Linked DNA regions of Ovis aries: region 1 is linked to region 2. Evidence: chromatin contacts called from public Hi-C data. All regions are on one chromosome and are shown on one strand. Each heading gives the region's core, a stretch centred on a gene start, on an enhancer-like site or on the middle of the called end of the contact. The rest is flanking DNA. Distances are from core to core; before and after follow the strand shown.

Region 1 (6,171 bases), core at 286-2,785, 200 kb after region 2:
GTTGGAGGCTGTGGCAGTTGATGATGCCAGTTTGACATGAGACTCTAGCAGAGTTAGAAAGAAGCCAGTGTTCCTTGCTTTACAAATACAAAAAGCCAGGGCTTTGTCCACAGGACCACATTGGGACTGGTGAGTGTAACAGAGAAACAAAATTCCAGCCTCCCAGCTGCTCCTCTCTTCACTCCTATACTTAAAAAAAATATATTTGTTTATTTATTTGACTGTATCGGGTCTTAGCTGCGTCACTTGGGATCTTCCTTGCTTCATGCTAGATCTTTCTTTGCAGCCCACAGACTCTCTAGTTATGGTGCACAGGCTTAGTTGCTCCCAAGGCATGTGGGACGTGGGAGCTTAGTTCCACAACCAAGGATTGAACCTCCGTCCCCTGCACTGCAAGGCCGATTCTTAACCACCGAGCAAGTCCCACTCCTATACTCTTAAAAAGAACTGACACAAGGCCAGACAACAAAAAGTCCAGGAAGAACTGACATATTTTGCATGAGCATGGCCTTCATTAAAGAGTGTTTTCTGAATATGGGCTTGGTGTCAGTTCTCCTGTGAGCGCTGCTCTGCCGGATCACAATGGTCCTGTAGGCAGATACCGTCAAGGTTCAGGGCTCCGTGGTGTGCGTGCTATGGGCTCCCAACTGTTGGCAGGATGGATGGGTGGGTGGGTGAATGAACAATTGCCCGAAGGAGCTGGAGATTATCACCTGGACGGACTTGGAGTACAAATTCAGTGTCAAGGAACATCATGTTACACTGGTTATTTTTTCTGGCACGCGAGACTATATCTCGGAGGAAAAACCCTGCTGTTGCCCAGCAGTGTAGACATAAGCCATCAATTACATGCACTCACTACTGTTGTTTTTTAATGTGTCCTGACTCCTCCAGTGGAGGCAATAAACAGTTAAAACATTTGCTCCTACACTGTCCTGAACACTCGTTTGGAGTGGCTGTGAAAATCAACTATCTCAGGAGAAAAGAAGGAAAAGGAATTAACCTCCAATAACTTCACTTTCAGAATGAGTCAGGGCAGCTTAAAAAAAAAATCACCACTGGATGCAAAGAGAGGCAGAGACACAGGGCTGCAGGAGCAACAGCAAGTTCCAAGGAGAAAAGGACAGTATTAGCAAAGGCTGTTTGGTTCTCTTGTCCCTGAGGTCTTTTGGTGGGCCCATGATTAGGTCTGCAAGTCACCTGGCTCCCTCTGGAGAACTGAACACTTGGCGCTTCTTGGACCATAAAGATGTTTTACTGCTTTTGGAGTTGGGAAGAGATGGGTTCTAGTCCGCTGGCTGTGTGGCTTTCGGCCAGTTACTTAACCTCTCTGAGCCTGAACTTAGTTGTGAGAAAGGTTTGTCCAGAGTAAGTGATACAGCACATCGCGCATCAGTGCGCGCTCATCGAAGGGCTGGAAAGTGAGGGGTTTCCGGTTCCCAGAGTTACTGCGAGCAAACTGCGCGGGGAGGAAGGGGGACAGCGCGCCTTCCGCGTGGCCTCAGAGCCGCCTTGCCTCGCTCCAGGGGCGAGTCCAGGCTCGAGTTCTGAAGACAGCGCGCCCCCTAGAGGCCGTCCTCCGGAACAGGTTTCTCCCTACACAGGGCGGAATAGAAACCTTAGGGGCACCCCTGGCCAAAGGCACAGGGTGAAGCGGGGCCGCCCAAAGCTGTCGAAGCCTTTTTCTGTGTTTTCCGAGGGCTTCGAGCGGATTCTGTCGACGGTACCAGGCTGCATCCCCAGGCTGCCGAGCTGACCACAGTCGGGTAAACTGAAAGAAATACTTGGTTTGTTCAAGCAGGAAAGACCTAAGTAATATTTACCGAGTATTCACTCTGTTCCAGTGTGGGAACTGGGTGCTCTTCACTTAACCTTATCTTGTTTAAACTTCTCAGCAGCCCTGCGAGGGAAGGCTTATCCTGTTTTTCTGGTGAGGTAATTGAAGCACCCTAAAAGAAGGTATTTGCACAGTTGAAACACGCCAAAATTGAGATTTGTGTTAATCTGCTTGTTGTTGTTGAGTCGCTCAGTCATGTCCAACTCTTTGTGAAACCATGGACAGTAGCCTACCAGGCTTCTCTGTCCGTGGAATTCCCCAGACAAGAATACTGGAGTGGGTTGCCATTTCCTCCTGCAGGGGATCTTCCCAGGGATCGAACGTGTCTCCTGCATTGGCAGGTGGATTCTTTCACTGAGCCACCAGGGAGGCCATTTGTTAAGACTCCGATAAGAAAAACCCCAGACTGGGTGGTTTAAACAACAGAAATTTATCATCTCACAATTCTGGAGGACAGAAGTCTGAAGTAAGTTGGAGTTGGTTCTTCCTGAGAGAGCCCTGAGGGAGGGATCTTTTCCAGGCCTTTTTTGTTGGCTGGTAGATGGCCGTCTTCACTCCGTATGCATGTCTGTCCCCCAATTTCCTCTTTTTTAAAAAACACCAGTCATATTGGATTAGTAGTAGTTGCGATGTTAGTCTATCAATCATGTCTGACTATTCGGAACCCCATGGCCTGTAGCCCGCCAGGCTCCTCTGTCCATGGAATTCTCCAGGCAAAAATACTGGAGTGGGTGTTCATTTCATTCTCCAGGGGATCTTCCCCACCCAGCTATCGAACCGGGGTCTCTTGCATCGCAGGCAGATTCTTTACCATCTGGGCCACTGGGGAAGCCATATCCAGCAAAACTGTCCTTCAAAAGAGATTAAAGAATATATGGCAATATAAACAAAAAAAAAGAAAACAAACATAAGAAATCTTAGATGTGAAAAATATATCAATAACAGTTGAAAAGAACACATCAGGTGGACAAATAACAGAATGGATAAGGCTGCAGAACAAATTAGCAACTTGGAAGACCAGGTGAAGGAAATCTTTCAGAAGGAAGGAAGAAAGAGATATAAAATATTTTAAATTTTATTTTACAAAAAGATATAAAATATTTTAAATTTTATTTTACAAAAAGATATAAAATATTTTTTAAAAGCTAGGTTATTTGGAAGATAGAAGTATTGAATACTATCATGTGACTGATAAAAGTCCTAGAAAGAGAGGAAAAATAAAATGAAGAGGAAGAAGTGTTCGAGGAGAAACTGAGATAAGTTTTTGTAACTTATAAATGGTGAAAGATTGAATGAGTTATAGAGGAGAAATAATGAAAAAAATCCACACCAGGATATTTTACAGTAAAATTAAGAATTTCAAAAGAAGCAGAGAAAATTCTAAAGTACTGCAGAGGGAAAGAGAAGATTGCAAAAAGAGAAGTCAGATGACATCAAATTTTTCAATAGCAACAACTGATTCAAGAAAATAGTGGAGGGAATTCCCTGGCAGTCCAGTGGTGAGGACTCTGAGCTTCCACTGCAGGGGACGTGGTTTCAATCCCTGGTCAGGGAAAAATCCCACATGCCAAAAAAAAGAGAGAGAGAAAAAACAGTGGAGTGGTATTTTCAAAATATTGAGGGAACAGAAATTAGAACCAGCCTCTTTCCTTTGTCCAATCTGCCACCAAAAGCAGCGCATAATTAAAAAATATTCTCAGGCATTGAAGTCCCCAGAAAATTTATCACACAAAGACTACACTGGAAACTGTTTTGGGCAAAGAGGTTAAAATAAGTGGGGAGAAAATCTTTTAGGTGCTGCAAGAGATACTGGTAAAATTTGTTTGACTTAGAAGGATAGCTATGACTAAAGAAAAAAAGTATATATATTTCCCATAAACTGGCATTGAAATGTAGGTAATAACACTATGTAGATTTCCCAGGAGGTAAATGGTAAAGAACCCTCTTGCCAATGCATCAGTGTAACCTGCAGGAGACACGAGTTCGGTCCCTGGGTGGGGAAGATCCCCTGGAGAAGGAAATGGCAACTCGCTCCAACATTCTTGCTTGGGAAATCCCATGGACAGAGGAGCCTGGTGGGCTACAGTCCATGAGGTCACAAAAGAGTCCAACACGACTGAAGCAAGTTAGCACCCACACACAGAGTAACATAATATAGGTCTGGGGTTAGAGATGAAGAGATATGAGTGTATAGTAAAGCTTTGCTCTTATTAGAGGTGTGAAAGTGTTAGTCGCTCAGTTGTGTCCAACTCTTTCCATTCCCAGGGACTGTAGCCTGCCAGGCTCCTCTGTCCATGGGATTCTCTTGGCAAGAATTCTGGAGTGGGTTGCCATTCCCTTCTCCAGGGGATCTGCCTGACCCAGAGATGGGTCAGAGATGGGTCCTGTGTGGCAGGCAGATTCTCTACCATCTGAGTCACTGGGGGGAATGTATACTTATTAAAGAAAGGGTTAACAGGAAGTACAGAAAAAGTGAGTCAGGCTGAAATAAAATACTAAGATCACAGAAACAGGTCCAACTATATAAATAATTACAGCAAATATACATGAACTAAATTAATCAGTTTAAGAAAAAGACTGACCATTGGATTTTTAAAAAAATCCAAGTATGTGCTGTGAACAAGAGATGAACCTAAAGCATAAGGAAAATGCAAAGCCTGTATGTAAATGAATGCAAAATGATATACCAGCGAAATACTAATCAAAACAAAGACGGTTTATCTACAGGAGTGTCTAAACTCACTGTGATTTTCATAAAGTTCTGGAAGTTAGAACAGTATTTCCAAGTTAACTCTATGACTAGCATGTGGGTTGGCTTGCTTAGGAGTTAGTGTGCCAGTTTGGTTGGAAGCTCCACTGATTGAAACAAAGGAATCCAGGAACTGAAAGACCAGTGAGTTCAAGCACAGTCAACTTAAGTCACAGTTGTTCAGTTGTGTCCGACTCTTTGCAGTTCCAAGGACTGTAGCCCACCAGCCTCCTCTATGAAATTTTCCAGGCAGGAATACTGGAGTGGGTTGCTATTTCCTTCTCCAGGGAATCTTCGGGACCAAGGGATCGAACCTGGGTCTCCTGGATTGCAGGCAGATTCTTTACCATCCGAGCCACTTAGTAGATGGGAAAAGGAAAAAAGGAAGGGCTAAGTTGCTGGGATCCTCTTGGAGATGCAGGGACAGCAAGTCACTCGGGAAGAAGTGACATCCAAAAACCACGAAACCACAACCCTGAGAAAATAAGTATTAATCAGGGGGTACAACAGGGATAAGGCCCAAAATCCAAGCGGAAGAGAACAGACAAATGGAATCTTCACTGCCCACGGATCAAAACGTAATGTTTCAGGTATGTTCTTCTCTGCAAATATTCCTACCATCTGCTTTTGAAATGACGGAGCTGGTTTAAAAGCGATATATGCCAGGCACTTCAAGGACCCCACATTCTGTAGGCAAAAGTGAAGACAGTTAACAGAGCACAGTTCTGTTTCACCTGACTGCATGAAAGAGTTTACATTTTTCCTTTAAAGTCGTGGCTGGGACTTCCGTGGTGGTCCAGCGGCTAAGACTGCCAGTGCAGGGTTCCTGGGTTCCATCCCTGACCAGAGAGAAGTCTGCCAGTAGCGGAACACCAAACTGTCATGGTATGAATTTGCAAAATTTGACAGCTTTAATGATATGGCCTTCTGAAATTCAGTGCACAGTAATTTTATGGTAAAGAAAAGGACATGAGAAAAGAAAGGACAATATGTTTTTCAAATTTCTTCCCTCTTCTATGACTGGGCAAACGTTCTTTAGAAAAATCTGACGTATTCTCATGCTTAGAAATTTTGCTATAGGGATAGCCACTGCTACTGTTTACATGAGACATTCCTTTTCTGAAATCTAAACTCTGAAGTATTTACTATGCTTAGATAAATCACATATTTTTCCTTGTGAGTACAGCCTGTTCAGGTTTATACATACCACTGGGTAATTCCCCAAGCACTGTTGCCAGCTTATTGCATGATGTTGGATGCATTTGTGGAAACTGATGTGAAAGTTCTTTGCTCTTCAAAATACTTGCTAAGCAGGCCAGTTAAAAGCATGCCTTTGAATCTGAATTTGGCTTTGGTCAGTGGAGGCTCCAGGAAAACTGATAAAACAGAAGAGAAACTGGCTTGTTCTTCTAGAATGTGAATGGGGAGACCCAAGCCTGAGGATGGGGAGCATGGCATAATGATGGCAGAATCTTAGAAAGAAGAGACATGGATGAAGGCAGCTGAAGAATCCAGAAATCTTTCTGGTTTCTGGCCCTCCTGAGGCTTTGATTCAAGAAATATCCTAATATCTTTCTGTAGTCTT
Region 2 (6,385 bases), core at 3,513-6,012:
GGGGCTGGGGGCAGCTGTGTCCTCTAAAGTGGGCCACAGCCCCCTCCCGAGCACATGGGTGAGCCGGGACCTTGCCTTCCTTCTCGTCCTCCGCCACCCGCAGCGTCCCAGCTGCAACCTCAGATCATGCGGTGCAGTTGCCTCGATAAAGACTCATCTTCCTTCAGAGCCCACCTGAGGCAACTCAAGACCAGTGGGGTCCCACACAGAAGCCCCCGCCCCTGCAGACAAACAGATGCAAGTCAGTCACTAGGAATGATGAGACTGTTCAGGCCATGCCTCTCGCTGCAGAGGCTGAGCCAAGATGGGAGAGTCCTGAGTGAGCGGGAGGAAGATCCCCCGGAAGAGAGCGTGGCAACCCACTTCAGTGTTCCTGCCTGGAGAATCCCAAGGATAGAGGAGCCTGGCCGGCTACAGTTCAGAGGGTCGCAAAGAGTCGGACACGACTGAAGCAACTTAGCACATCGTATACTTTGAGCTGGGCTTCTGCGTGTAAAAGGACAACGTCATGACCCAAGCGGAAAAAGATCAAAATTCTGTGGGCCTAATCCTTTGGCCACCTGATGAGAAGAGCCAACTCATTTGAAAAGTTCCTGAGGCTGGGAAAGATTGAAGGCAGGAGAAGGGGGTGACAGAGGATGAGATGGTTCGGTAACATGAGATGGTTAGTCATGTCACCGACTCAATGGACATGAGTTTGAGCAGACTCCGGGAGACAGTGAAGGACAGGGAAGCCTGGTGTGCTGTAGTCCATGGGGTCGCAGAGTCGTATACGACTTAGTGACTTAACAACAACTATCCTGCCTGGGGAGAAAGTATATTAAAACAGCATTCCAAACTCTTCAAGGAAGTCATGTGCAGAGGTGCCCCTTTCTACGACTTTGAAGACAAGATCGAGTTCTCTGGGTCGATCAGGTGATCCCCAGGAATCAAGAGCTCTGGGTGGTGGGGCGGAGAAGCCGGCTGGCTGTCAGGTTCTGTCACAGCCACGGGTCATGAGGTTTTTACACAAGCTTCGGGATGGACCCATCACACACCCTTCCTTCCCCTCAGTCAGTGTTGATGACTCAGGGGATTTCAGAAAGGAGCTCATGGGACATGCAACCAGCAGGTTCATCCCAAGGCGCTTCTTAGCGTTTTCTAGACAGAACTTTAGGAGCTGGATCCACACCTGAGTAAGAAGCCTGGCGTATGCTCCCCCGGCTCTGCCTGCTACACTCTGAGCTCAGGCCAGACTATGATGAATGTACTACCTGGGGGAGCTGCTTCAGGAGAGACAAAGCAAGCAAGCAAGCTGTTGAGCCCTGTGGCTCCACGTTGTGAAATGTACATAGACACACGACTCTACCATCTCCCCATAACAGACAGGAGGGACAATAAAGGGATTTTTTTTTTTAACACCAAAGCCCACAGGGACAAAGAAAGCAGAAGTGAATCTGGGAGGCTTGAGATAGCACTAAGATTACAGAAGACAGAAAGTGATTCACAGACCGAAGAAAGTGGGAATATAAGTTGTTGGGGGTTGGGATATATGTACGTATGTGTGTGTATGTATGTTCAGTCGAAGGACTCACTCTGTGCTCGGCACTGGTCTAAGTTCAAGGTGTATTAATTCCCCAACAATGTGAGAGTTTCTAACTTGATCTGGGGGATGAGGCACAGAGAGGTTAAACAACTTGTCCCAGGTCACACAGCAGAATTTGAACCTCTGCAGAAGTGTGGCCCAGAAACCTCGGTCTACACAGCCTCACACAGCAAGTCCTTCTGACACAAACCCCAGGACATCTCAGGACTTGGGTTCTCATGAAGCAACAAAGGAAACATAACTTGTGGAAAGTCTGTATGAAGAGACATATCCTCAGACTCCTTTGCTATTTTATTCAGTCTGGACCACTGGATGCTTTCAGTTTATTCTCTGGAGGTGTTACCAGTTGAGGATGAGATGAGACATCTGTTAAAAAAAAAAAGCCTTGAAAGTGTGTGAATGGACTAGTGAGGCTGCCTGGACTCTCCCGCTTCCAGCTCCCAGGGGCTGGCAGGGAGGTTTACACAGGGAGGTGGGAACTGGGGGCCCCCCTCTAGGAACTGGCTGGCTGGAGAGAAGACACAACACTGATATCTGAAGGTCCCCGGATGAACCAGCTGGCTCAGCAGCTGACGAGCCCTGCCTCCTATGAGCCAGGACTCACACGAGCTTCTAGAAGCTTTCTGGTATCTTTCTCTTTCCTCCACCTACATTTTTATTATGGAAAATGTAAACATACAGAAAAGCTGAAAAAAAAATTACTATAATGAACACTCATATGCCCACCTCTTAAGTACTACAATTGCTAACACCTTGGCATGTTTGTTTTATCTTTAGATAAAGGTATGTACATATAGTATATTTCTGAACCATTTGAAGATGACTGCAGACGTTGTATTTTACCTAGACATATTTCAGTATCTCTAGTCAAAGAATAAGGACCACATCAGCTCTAACCCACATGCATTATCACACCTGAGAAAATTTCAAATAGTTCCCAAGTACATTCCAATATTCAATCCATATTCAAATTTCCCGCACTGTCCCTAGAATATCATTGCATCTGGTTATTATGTCTCTTTATCCTCCTTCCATTTGTCTGCCCCGCAATGTTGATATTTTGAAGGGACCAGGTCATTCATTAAAGCAGCATCTCAGAGCTGGTGTCTGACTGGGTCGTGTGTCATTTAATTGGTCCCCGTATCACTTGTAAACGCTGTCAAGTGGAAGTCAGGTCTAAAGGTGTGACGAGATTCAGGTCAGATGTTTTTGGTGACACAGGGAGGTGGCATTCTCTACTTCATGCTGCATCTCATCAGGGACAACGCTTGATTATCTCACTAGTCGGGAAGCTGAAGGCAGTGAGTGATGGATCACTCCAGTGTGAAGAAGTGATAATGCCTTATTCAAATAGGAACAGATAATAAAGGACGACAGGACATCCGAGAAAAAGTCTCCAATATGAGAGAGAGAAAGGAAAAAACAACTCAGAGGAAAGAGGAGAAAGAGATCATTTCAGGAAGCAAAAGAAAACTTCCCCCAAATGATACATCTCCTTAGAAATAAGAGAAGATCTCACATCCATGAAGCAAGATGGCTATAAAAAAAAATTTAGAAACCAAGAAAGCGCTCTTGGAATTCTACACTGAAATCCAGTACAAAGTTGGAAGACAGAGTAGAAGCAAAAATCTCCTAAAAGGTAGAACAAAATGATAAAGGAGGAAAAACTGGGAATTAAAACATAAGAAAACTAGAGGATTAGTCTCAAAGTTTAGCATCAGGATAATGATGTCCCAGAAAACTCAGAAAGAGTGAGAAAGAAGAGGGATGAATTATCAGATAAATATATAAAACAAGAACATTTTTCAGAACACATGAGTTTCCAGCCTGAAAAAGTCTACGGAGTTGCCCAATACAAATGCATGTTATAAACATGAGCACAATACTCTTCAATTTCAGAACATCCTAAAAATGACAGGTCACATACTAAAGGTCAAGAACCAGAACTGCATTAAACTTAACAGCAATACTAAAACCTAAAGGATAATGGAACAAAGCCTTCAATATTCAGAGGGCAATTTGAACAATTGAAAATGGTATGATAACCCCTAGGATAAAAGAAATATCAGTGAGTGCATGCTGATACAAATAACTAAGTGAATGACTAAATGCATGGAGGAGAAGGAACAGCTTCATCTTACAAAAGAATTTCATTAATGACGGTAAAAGAAATGAGGCAAATAGAAAATTACTATTAAGCACAGTATATTAATAACTCTTTATAGGTAAGATTCACCAATGGATGCTAAAATTTGATAAGTGAAAGTCTGAGGACAAACAGGGTATTTGTGTTATCTTAGAGAATGTCTACCAATATTTTTACTAATTATAAAAGGAAAAATAATAATGAGAAGCCTAGCATGAACTACTTAGCCAAGTGATGAAGATGGACATCCTGAGGAGTGAGCATAGCATCACCATGGAGCGGTGAGCATAGCATCACCATATGAGGCGGGAAGATGGGCACGTCGTCTCGGTGGCATTCTCACCCCAAAGTCCATAGGCTCAACCGAATCATGATAAAACATCAGAAAAATCCAAACTGAGGGACATTTTACAAAATAATTGACCAGTACTCTTCAAAATGGTTAAGATCATGAAAGAGACAGACTGAGGACCGGTTCAGATGGAGGAGACAAAGAAGATTTAGCAACTCAGTATAATGTGAGGTCCTAGATTGGATCCTGGAAAATAAAATGACATTATTGAAACTGGTGAGATCCAAAGTCTGCCACTTTGTTAACACAGTGTACTGAAGTTAATTGCTTAGTTGCCTCTTTTTTTTTTTTTTTTTTTTGATGTGCACTTCTGCGTGCATCCCGGCTATGTAAGACGTTAGCATTAGGGGAAGCTAGGTAAAGGCGTTAGCCAGAACTCTGGAATGTTTACGCAGTTTTCTGTAAGTCGAAAATTATTTCAAAATGGAAAGTTAAGAGAAAACATTCTGAGGGAAAATTATTTTCCCCCTAGAATTTTACACCCAATCAAGCTAGCAATCATTTATGAGGACAGAATGTCATTTTCAGATAAACGAGAATGCGTGCATCTTTTCTTAGAAGGGTACTGGTCGTCACGCTCCTTTAAGAGAATAAACTGAAATGAAGATCAGGGATGCAGGCACTGTGAGATTCACCACCAGAGGGAAGCAGAGGAGTTTTGAGAACACCAGCTCTGTGACGGCCTCCAGAGCAATTAGTACAGAAGAGAACCAGAGAATGCGTGGTTCCCGGAAGGATGTTGCAGATAAACCTACCAAAAAACCCAGTGGCTTCCTCTTATCTATTCGATTGCATCAGTGAAATCCACAATTCTGACAGTTTAGGGCTGTATTATTGATAAGCATTTATCAAGAGAAAACCAAGCAAACAGACAGAACAAAAAAAAAAAACTCTTGGGGAAACAAAAGTTGCACCAAAAGGAAATATAATCATAGTATACCGAATGGCTCAGTTGTGAAAAGTTTTTACATAAGTCATAATAATATAAGTACTAAAATATTCATTTAACCAAAATGTCTCTAGTGGGAGGATGGAGGAAGGAAAATATGTGTGTGGGTGGAGCATGGGGGAGAGTGTGAGAGGGTTAGATTCTTCTCTTCCAAGGTAGGAAAACAGACGATGTGTAAGGTTGGAAAATCAAGGAACAGCAACATAAATGTGGGGGGAAATATAGAGAAAATATGACAAGACACAGCTAAAACATCTGCTTCTGGGGAGAAGTAATTAAGACTTGGTATCGGAGAAGGCACTGGCACCCCACTCCAGTACTCTTGCCTGGAAAATCCCATGGATGGAGGAGCCTGGTAGGCTGCAGTCCATGGGGTCGTGAAGAGTCGGACATGACTGAGCGACTTCACTTTCACTTTTCACTTTCATGCATTGGAGAAGGAAATGGCAACCCACTCCAGTGTTCTTTTCTGGAGAATCCCAGGGACAGGGGAACCTCGTGGGCTGCCGTCTATGGGGTCGCACAGAGTCGGACACGACTGAAGCAACGCAGCAGCAGCAGCAGCAGCAGGGAGACTATGTGTGTGTTAGAGGCTCAGTCACATGTGAGCCCGCCAGGCTCCTCTGTCCATGGGATTCTCCAGGCCAGAATACTGGAGTGGGTTGCCATGCCCTCCTCCAGGGGATCTTCCCAACCCAGGGATCGAACCCTAGTCTCCTGCATTGTAGGCAGATTCTTTACTGTCTGAGCCACTAGGGAAGCCCCAAGCAGGAGACTTCTGTTTCCCATTACAGGCCTCTGGGTTTTATTTCACTTCTTAAACTAGACACCTGTATGATTTTTATAAAAATGAAAACTACATTTTAAATAATAAATAAGGCAAGAGCAACCAGAACATCACGGATAACTTTGCTTCAGTTCAGTTCAGTTCAGTCCAGTCACTCAGTCGTGTCCGACTCTTTGCGACCCCATGGACTGCAGCAGGCCAGGCCTCCCTGTCCATCACCATCTCCCGGAGTTCACTCAGTTTCAGCTGTCCAATGAACATGATCTGGATAGACAGACCTTTGTTGACAAAGTAATGTTTCTGCTTTTTAATATGCTGTCCAGGTTGGTCATAACTTTCCTTCCAAGGAGTAAGCGTCTTTTAATTTCATGGCTGCAATCACCATCTGCAGTGATTTTGGAGCCCCCTCAAATAAAGTCAGCCACTTAATTTAAGCATCTAAACCCAACTAACTATAGGGCTCGAGTCAGGGTCTCAACCTTGCCTATTTGGTATTCCTTCTTGTCCATATTTCGGCTAGCGCTGGCCTTCACCTGGCTGGCCCAGAGGCTCTGCCATCTGCTTTC

Evidence for each region. Hi-C and Micro-C count contacts between places; a contact is called where the count stands out from the background.
Region 1: a contact with region 2 is called in a Hi-C map of tail adipose tissue, with 6 times the contacts expected there. The contact joins two enhancer-like sites. A contact is called at or near these places in 12 of 16 Hi-C or Micro-C datasets (blood, hypothalamus, liver and 7 more).

The regions. Positions count from the first base shown.
Region 1 is chr10:19,719,001-19,725,171 of ARS-UI_Ramb_v3.0, forward strand. No RefSeq gene overlaps it. Among named protein-coding and RNA genes, the nearest start is that of SPRYD7, 26 kb to the right of the region's middle. Within about 2 kb of position 1,536, at least 17 of the 54 cell types and tissues checked have an H3K27ac peak or open chromatin away from gene starts, as enhancers often do.
Region 2 is chr10:19,516,774-19,523,158 of ARS-UI_Ramb_v3.0, forward strand. ARL11 (ADP ribosylation factor like GTPase 11) reads left to right here. Exons shown (of 3, transcript XM_012184473.4): 3 at 1-2,689. Among named protein-coding and RNA genes, the nearest start is that of ARL11, 9.6 kb to the left of the region's middle. Within about 2 kb of position 4,763, at least 3 of the 54 cell types and tissues checked have an H3K27ac peak or open chromatin away from gene starts, as enhancers often do.